Regions from separate parts of the Arabidopsis thaliana genome. Here regions 1 and 3 are each linked to region 2. A link is a contact called in public capture Hi-C and targeted proximity ligation data. All regions are on one chromosome and are shown on one strand. The core of a region is the stretch at or near the end of the contact, and the rest is flanking DNA. Distances in the headings are between cores, read along the strand shown. Region 1 holds the start of PFA-DSP4 (Phosphotyrosine protein phosphatases superfamily protein). Region 2 holds the start of AT4G04190. Region 3 holds the start of AT4G03820 (transmembrane protein, putative (DUF3537)).

Region 1 (2,886 bases), core at 19-2,518, 140 kb before region 2:
ATCAAATCATATTTTATCCTCTACATAGTCCCAATCGTAATTTCTTTGAAAACAGAATGATTCTGAATGGTTTAGAATAGGAATATGCTTGAGTATCATAAGTGCAAAATAATAATCAAAATGCCGTATTTAGATTTTGATTTGATTCTGAATCAAACTGTCGAGATATGGTAAATGTATTTACCCTTATTTTTACGCTTGTACATGTAAAACAGAAAGATTTGGGTGGTTTATAAGATGGAATATTGCGGGATTTAGATTATATCTTGACTGGCAAGCAAATAGTAAAAGATTTTGTAGTTAAGGTGATATACGTAAATCAGGATACATAATTGCTATGAATGAGGAGTGGAGAGAATATATGATTCGATCGGATAAATTTTTTGGAAGGCAATAATCAATAACAATTTGAATAATATTATAGTTGGCGAAATTTAATTTGCGAGGTGATATATTGGAATTTTGAATTGATGATGATTTGTAGAATGTGTAAAAATATATTGACTATACCATATGTAAGATTATATGATAAATAGAGGGTTCTTTTAAGGTTTATGGAATTAATGCATGATTAATAATCGTTTAACTTATAGAAATGTGATATCGAAATACGAATATTTGGTAAGAGTGTAGTAAATATTTAGAGATTTTGGAATGAAGTAAGTAAAGATATGGTTAGTTATTTGGTTGTTCGGATTTTTAAGAAATATTATTTCGTGTAATATTGAATTAGTAGAGATTTAAGGGATTAATGTGTGCAATTTATGAGGGTAGTGCAAAATAATATTTTTGTTTAGGTAATTAATTAGTGCAAAACGTGAATAGTTCATCAAAAATTTGGTCATTGTCCTAACGCAGACAATCTTGTCTGATTGATTTTATAGGGACTAAACATACAATATCGAAATTGAAAAAGAATTTTTCGACACAAATCTTTCCCAAAATTGTATATGTAGATAATTTATAAATTTGTTATCACTATCTTCTAAGAAATCTGTCAACCAAAAAAGTATGATATAAAAAATCTGTCGTATTTAAAAAATTCTACTGAATAAGAATAAATCTGGTATAACTAAATGATAGACTTTTGTAAAATCGCTAGAAATTTTTTTAAAGAATATTTTGTATTTATTTTATTTTTAACACATGAAAAAAATATTTTAAACAAAAAAAACAATTTAATTCCAATATTTTAGAAAATATTCTAATAATTAATCTCATTACTTAAGTTAACCCCTAAATATGTTACGTTTTAAAACTATCTAAGCACGTTCTAATACACATCATACATCATACAGAAACACATATATTCCTCCGTGCTGTAACACGGGTCTGATCTTAGTAAAATAGTGGAGAGAAGAATATTCTTCTGGATACCTTTTAATATTCCCCAAAACTTCTGAATCTTCTTCTCAATTTTTCTCGACATTTTCTCATCGAAAGCTCTCTTCCTTTCCCTTTTTGGCGCTCAATACAATCATGACGTTAGAGAGTTACGCCGGCGATGTTCACACGGTACCACAATCGGAGAACTCGATGGAGGAGAGAGGCGGCGGTGAGCTTTTCGTGCCACCTCTTAACTTCGCTATGGTCGATAATGGAATTTTCCGTTCTGGTTTTCCTGAACCCGTCAGTTTCAGCTTTCTCCAGTCTTTGCGTCTCAAATCCATCATGTAATTTCTCTTAATCTCATTCTCTTAGTCCTTAATTAGGTCAGCTTCGTCGTCCTGTATCGCAAATAGTCGCTGATTTAGTTGATATGGAGATATAATTATAGCTAGGGTTTTATAGAATGTTTCTGTTATAGTGAAATGTGAAATGGTCAAAAGAATTAGTCTCTAATCTATGATTATTGTTTTGAATGTGTATTGTGATCTATAGATATTTGTGTCCTGAGGCATATCCAGAGGTGAATAGAGAGTTTGCAAAATCAAATGGGATCCAAGTTTTTCAATTTGGAATTGAAAGATGCAAGGTGAGATTGGTGGTGATACTAATTATTTACTTTTTCTTACTCTCGTTATCGATGTTTTTGAAGCTTTGAATCACCTCTTCTTAGTTTCATAGTCTGTGGTTATCTATGATTGTTTCAATATCTCATATTGGTGGAATGATGAGTCTGAATCTCATAAGAATGGATCATAACTTCATAAGCTTATTCTAGGTTGTTGCTTCTGTAAAAACTTGTGTTTAATCTTCTTGTTTAGCATTTGATTAGATAGAGCTATGCAAAGATGATGAATGTAACATATTCTGTGCTTGTGGACTGATAAGTTGATTGTTCTCTTTGTGTTTTAAGGAACCATTTGTTAATATCCCTGACGAGGTAATCCGAGAAGCCTTACAAGTACTTCTAGGTACCCTCTCTTGTCTCTCTATAACCTATTTTCATCGAGAAATGTAATTGTTTAGATTATCAAAAGATTCAAAACCATCTAATCCTTGACTCTTATCTTGCCTTATTAACCAGATACAGAGAATCATCCTGTCTTGATTCATTGCAAAAGTGGAAAGGTAAACTGAGACATCTCTCATCTGCTTAACCCTAGTCACGATATGATCGAAGTAATCCTTATATCTTGTCTCTCTATCCGTTGCAGCATCGGACGGGATGTCTTGTAGGTTGTGTGAGGAAGATTCAAAGATGGTGTTTGTCTTCTATCTTCGACGAGTACCAAAGATTCGCAGCTGCGAAAGCTAGAATCTCAGACCAGAGATTCATGGAGCTCTTTGACATCTCCAATCTAAAGCATACACCACTTTCCTTCTCATGCTCCAAGAGGTATACTAATACTATTGATTACTGAAGAAAAAAATGTATAACTTTGTGTTGAATGCAACTTGTAGTTTTGAAGCTAGATGAAAATGGGAGATTTTGATCTTTCA
Region 2 (2,945 bases), core at 335-2,834:
AGACTAGTTATTACCAGTCTGATGAATCTGCTTCTATGTTTTTGCAGATTGATGGATTTGAACAAGAAAAAAAAGTGGTTGTGATTGCTGCAACCAATAGAAAACAAGATCTTGATCCCGCTTTGATCAGGTAAGCAATTAAACATTTCAAACCCAGTTCAATTCGTGGCTGCAGTATCCTGATCAGTGTCCTATGTTTTTCATCTGTGTATCTTTAGCCGGTTCGATTCCATGATCATGTTTGACTTACCGGATTTACAAACTCGTCAAGAAATCATCGCTCAATACGCAAAACAACTCTCAAAGCCTGAACTAGTCCAGCTTGCTCAAGCCACAGAAGCGTAAAGTTTCCAACTTTCCTTTACCATATCAAACTAAAGTTCGAAACTTTTTATTTGATCAACTTCAAGGCCACCCGATCTTTCTATTCCTGATTAATTTGTGATGAATCCATATTGACTTTTGATGGTTACGCAGAATGTCAGGCAGAGATATTCGAGATGTATGTCAAGGAGCAGAACGAACATGGGCTTCAAAGGTTAAAACGGAATTTCGTCTTCTACACATGGCTAAATGTTACACCAACTGCAGATCATTAACCTTTATATTGTTGGACAGTTGATTCGTCGAGCAAAAGCCGGTGGAGAAGAACAAAAGATCACTCTTCCTCCAATACAAGAGTACTTGGAAAGCGCTGAAGCTCGGCGCAAATCTCTTCGTAGTGTCACGGAGCAGAAGGAACAGAAATTTGCTGCTCGCTCCAAGAAACCTCTGCTTGATTTTGAGTGACAATATTCATCTAGCAAACAATACTTACGGAGGATTAACTTACTTACACAGACAGTAGGAAGTTTCTTCTGTTCTGTGAATTTGACTTGTCAATATCAAAGCCTGAAGATGTTGTAAAAATTACAGTTCATAATATATGAAAGTACTAGGCGTTTGGGTACCCATTCGGGTTTGGATCGGGTATTTCGGATTTTGGGGTTTTCGGATTTAGAGGTAGAACCCATTCGGGTAATTCTTGATTTCGGGTTCAGATCGGATTCGGATCAGATATTTCGGGTTCGGATTCGGATTACTTGAAGTTCTCAAAAATTAAATTTTTATAACCAAATCGATCCAAACTACTTGAAAATAAACAAAATATCTAAAAACGTTGAACATTTTTTACCCAAATTTACTTAAAAAGTATATTAAAAACCTAAAAATATTTTAAATATTCAAAAATTCACATATTTTGACACTTAGATTATTACAAATATAAATATTTATAGATATTATTACTATGCATTTAAACTATAGATATGTTTGGATACCCGTTCGGATATCGGTTTGGATCTGATTCGGTTTCAGATTTTAGGGTTTTGAAGTATAAACCTGTTCGGATATTTTAAAATTTCAGATTCAAATTCCGATCGGGAGCTCGGATTCGAATATTATGGCCAGCCCTAAACGACGTCGTGTTTGAAGATTTAGACTTGAAAGCGAAGAAACAAAATATACCTCTTTTAAACAACACTATATGTAAGAAACCCAACTGGAACATGGTGGGACCTACTAGAGACAATACTCGTGTTACTACCGTCAGATGCTTTTAGATATTGTCGTCTATCCTGCGGTCGAGATTTCGTGTAATTTCAAAGCTAATACCGTGATCCATGATCTAGTAGTAACACTGAGAAGAGGGACTGTGTTTTTAATCGGCTGCGTCGGATCATTTCCTGTTGTTATCAAATTTTTCTAATCCGTATTCGCTAGTTGCTTTCTGCTTGTTCACGCGTTGAATCTCCTCGTACTTTGCGGAATTCAGATTTCTCGAACGGGTATGTACTTGTTATGCCTAGAAACTGTTCGATGAAATGCCTAACTGAGAATGTTTTTACAATTTCTCTCTGTTTGATGTATCTTTTTTTATAAATGAATGTTCAGGGTTTACAAGTTTGGTTTGTTCTTCAGTTCTTGAAGTGATTTGATACGGAGCAGTCATGGATGGTGAGTGAATGATTCTTGTGCAATTGTGATTTTGTTTTTGCTTCAAGGAAGGCCCTTTCTTCACTTATCTTTGGGAATTGGTGAATTAGATGTAGAAACTTAGGAAAATGCTATAAAGCTTTGTTCTTTGCTATTGTTTTGTATGATGTAAAACTTCTTAGTATAACTTGTTAAAATCCCAATCTGCATTACCATCAATGCGTAGAAATTGCTTGGAAAATTTAAATTGAGGTTGCATGGTTTTTGAATCCTAAGACCATTTTTTGAGAACTGTAACATTGGTGATTTCAAAATATTCAGTTGATTCACAACCAATGATGGAGGAGACTATACTGGTCGGTGATGACCTAATGACGGGTCCTCCATCTCCTGTTATCCCTCCTGAAATTGCTTCACATGTGCTTGAAGGTGTTGATTTGTGCGATGGGATTTTGAGGAATCTATTCCTGTGTATGTCTATGTATCCTCGGTTTGGTTTATAATTCTACCCTTACTTCTGTCAGTGAGTAGAATTGTTTTTTTTTTTTTTCTTGTTTTAGGTTTGCAAATCAATGATATTGAACCATTTTGCCAAGATGAGCTTGCATTGTATCGACAATGTGCTGAAAAGAGGGTAATTGTTGTTTAGCCATCGGCTCGGATTATAGTTATATAAAGCTTTTCATTCTCATATCATATCCACATCCATTTCCTTGACTTTTCTTGTTCTTCTATCCTTTTTGTAGGACAAAATATTGAGAGTTAGACTTCAAGAGAGCGAACACAAGTTAGGATTGTCTATGCCCATTGAACTCGCTAAGGAAAGGATTACGCAGCTTGAAGCTGAAGCCACATCTTTTGAGAGGTACTCTTTCTTAACAATGCAGTTATATTTTGTTTTGGATTTTCTTTACATGAAGAGTTTGTGCTACCATGTAATCATGTATATCTACAGATGTTCACAAATCGAA
Region 3 (2,700 bases), core at 154-2,653, 250 kb before region 2:
CCAAGAAGAGAGCTGGAGTGTGCAGGCTAAGACATGGCTCAGCGTTGGGTTTATAATGTAAGGGATTTGGTTAAAGCCTGAAGCATACCACCAAATGCGATAGATAGCTTGAAGCGTTGTCGATGGAAGGACAAAGATAGCTAGTAGCTTCATTGATCTCTGCAACAATAAAACAGAGGAGACTTTCAAAAACATCAGGATTCGAGCCTAAGATGCAATGGCACGGTCAAGACTTAAAGTTCTAGGCCTGCGAGTTCGGTCAATGTCTCGGTTATCTCGGTATTTCGGTTAATGAAATTCTCCGAATCGAACCGATTTTCCCCGGTTAAAATCGGGTAAAATCGGTTAAATTGGTTGGGATTAAAAAAACATCAAGATTTGAGCCTAAGATTCAATGGCAGGTCAAAACTTAAAGTTCTAGGCCTGCGAGTTCAGTTAACCAAACCAAACTGAGTCGGTTATCTCAGTATTTCGGTTAATGAAATTCTCCGAATTGAACCGATTTTTTGGGTTTTCCCAGTTAAAATCTGATAAAGTAGGGTAAAATATGTTAATTTGGTTGGGATTAATATATGTTTTGGGTAGAAATCGGTTTATTTTCGGTATAGTTTTGATTTTTAGGCAATTGATCGGTTTAGGCGTACCGAAACCGAGACGTAAACCAAATATGATTCAATCTCTCCAAATTGAACCGACTGATGAACCGATTTTGAAAGAAAACTGAAATAACCGGTTCTTTACAATCGCTTCTTATTCCACTAGTTACCAATTTTAATCCCAAAAATTACGATTCTTAATCATGAAATTAGATTACTAATACTATAATTAGTCGATACGTTTAATTTACCTGGATTTTAGCTTCGTATCCGATCCTAACTTTATCGCTAACATCTTTAAGCTTATCGAAGAAGAGAAACCTTCGGATTCCATATTTCTTGGACCAATCTGAGAGACTAACGAACGAGATTCCGGCGAAGATCGATAACGAAAGCTGCACTAAACCGTCGTAAGGACGACGGTGTTTGAAATCGCAATCGGCGCAGATTAGCACGAAGTGTGAGATCATTGGGACGATGACGGCGAGGAGGAAGAAGATGGACCATGAGAGCAGAGTTTTGATGCGATTTGATTGATCAAACCAGAGGAAGAGTCTCGGGAATGAGAGTTTGGTGGCTGGTGATTCCGGTGGTTTTTGAATCGGGTCGGGTCGGGTCTCGGAGTTGAGGATTTGTTGGTTTGATGATTCTTCCATGGTCGGGTTTAGGAATAAAATCTGCAGAGGTTTGGACTTTTTGACTTGAAATGAAAGAGAAGCTAATAAGTTACGGCACTTTGGATTTTTGTAAGCCACCTGTACCAAACAGCATTTATAATAATAATAAAATATATTCTTTTCCATTAACGTTCGCAATTTCCGTTTAATATGTTTTTTTTTTTTTAACACCGAATCAATTATATTATATTATAAAAATATTATATAATACATGATACATGAAACCACTCAAATACGAATAAAATAAAAGAAATTGTACAATTTTGATAAAAAAATGGAAATGACCCTGCTTTCCAAACGGAAGCCTTACAAGCAACAGATGAAATCTGTTAAGTCCCCTCGTCATATACTCGTAAAAGGCTAACATCTTATAGATGAAACTCCCAAATGCTTTCTGCATCACTTTGATTAAACGAACACACGGATATGTTGCTTGAAATGGATCTCGATCATGTATTTTATAACACTCTACCCATCGTCGCCGGTTAGTGACCATGATTACTTTTTTCCATAGAATCCGAATAAATAGATCGTTTGACAGCGAGTACATCACCATCATTAGACCATGAACATGAATAAACGGATCGTTGGACAGCGAGTACATCGCCATCATCGGACCATGTGTTTGAGAAGAGGAAATTATTGTCGATGCCAATTCCTTCACTCAAAAGAATTTGTCTATTGATTCCTGGATCAAATACCCAAATGACTTCTCCAAACCATAGATTTGAAGAAACTTCATCGGTTGAAAACCGGAGATCACGTCGGTGAGAGAAACCACCGAAAACAAACTTTAGATAAGGAAATACACCATGATTCAAATGAATCGACATGACATGGGTAAAGAGACATTGGTGGGATGAATTTTTTCTGATTTCGAATATAGCAACGGGTTTACATGAAACTGGTAATTGTATGTCTCTGTTCTAAACATGACAATAAACACCGTCACCATTCGAAAGGAGAAGATAGGACGAGCAGAAATCCAATTAAGGGGAATATCTCCCATCACAATATTAAAAACAAAAGAAGAAAGGAGTAGAAAAGCAAAAAAACTACCGGCAAATGCCGGCAGCCTGTTAAAAAAAATGAAACAGGAAACTGGTTTTGTTGGTCGCCTCTGTAGTCGCCAAGGGAGAGAGGGAAGTTGTTGATTCCGTTTAATATGTTAATTTATCTAAAATTAGTCAAAGTGAAACTGAATTTAAAGTCTAAACTATGGTGACGATGGAATGGAACAAACACTATGGTCAAGAGATTTGGAGTGATATAGTTTCTTTGTTTTTTATCAGAAAATTATTTAGAATCTTTTTTTTACCCAATTCATATCCGATTTCAGTTTCAATTTTGTGAATTGTTGTTCGGTCTATTTGGACTAAACATATAATTATGTTAATATTGTAGGTGTAATATATATAAAAAAAAAT

The links. Capture Hi-C pulls out chosen DNA fragments and counts their contacts.
Region 1: a capture Hi-C map of seedling shows a contact between it and region 2, with 2.4 times the contacts expected there. A contact is called at or near these places in 1 of 26 Hi-C or Micro-C datasets (callus), 1 of 2 datasets of targeted methods (seedling) and 1 of 3 other capture datasets (seedling).
Region 3: a targeted proximity ligation map of seedling shows a contact between it and region 2, with 3 times the contacts expected there. A contact is called at or near these places in 1 of 26 Hi-C or Micro-C datasets (callus), 1 of 2 datasets of targeted methods (seedling) and 1 of 3 other capture datasets (seedling).

Annotation. Positions count from the first base shown.
Region 1 is chr4:1,886,194-1,889,079 of TAIR10.1, forward strand. PFA-DSP4 (Phosphotyrosine protein phosphatases superfamily protein) reads left to right here and starts at 1,269. Exons shown (of 5, transcript NM_116634.4): 1 at 1,269-1,673; 2 at 1,882-1,975; 3 at 2,300-2,357; 4 at 2,471-2,514; 5 at 2,601-2,886. The coding sequence starts at 1,480. The coding sequence ends at 2,807.
Region 2 is chr4:2,022,885-2,025,829 of TAIR10.1, forward strand. It overlaps AT4G04190, which reads left to right and starts at 1,585. Exons shown (of 7, transcript NM_116657.4): 1 at 1,585-1,826; 2 at 1,933-1,995; 3 at 2,296-2,445; 4 at 2,535-2,608; 5 at 2,721-2,839. The coding sequence starts at 1,989. AT4G04180 (P-loop containing nucleoside triphosphate hydrolases superfamily protein) reads left to right here. Exons shown (of 14, transcript NM_001340474.1): 11 at 48-130; 12 at 219-341; 13 at 478-538; 14 at 619-1,108. The coding sequence ends at 789.
Region 3 is chr4:1,773,129-1,775,828 of TAIR10.1, forward strand. It overlaps AT4G03820 (transmembrane protein, putative (DUF3537)), which reads right to left and starts at 1,404. Exons shown (of 5, transcript NM_001340470.1): 1 at 848-1,404; 2 at 1-159. The coding sequence starts at 1,399.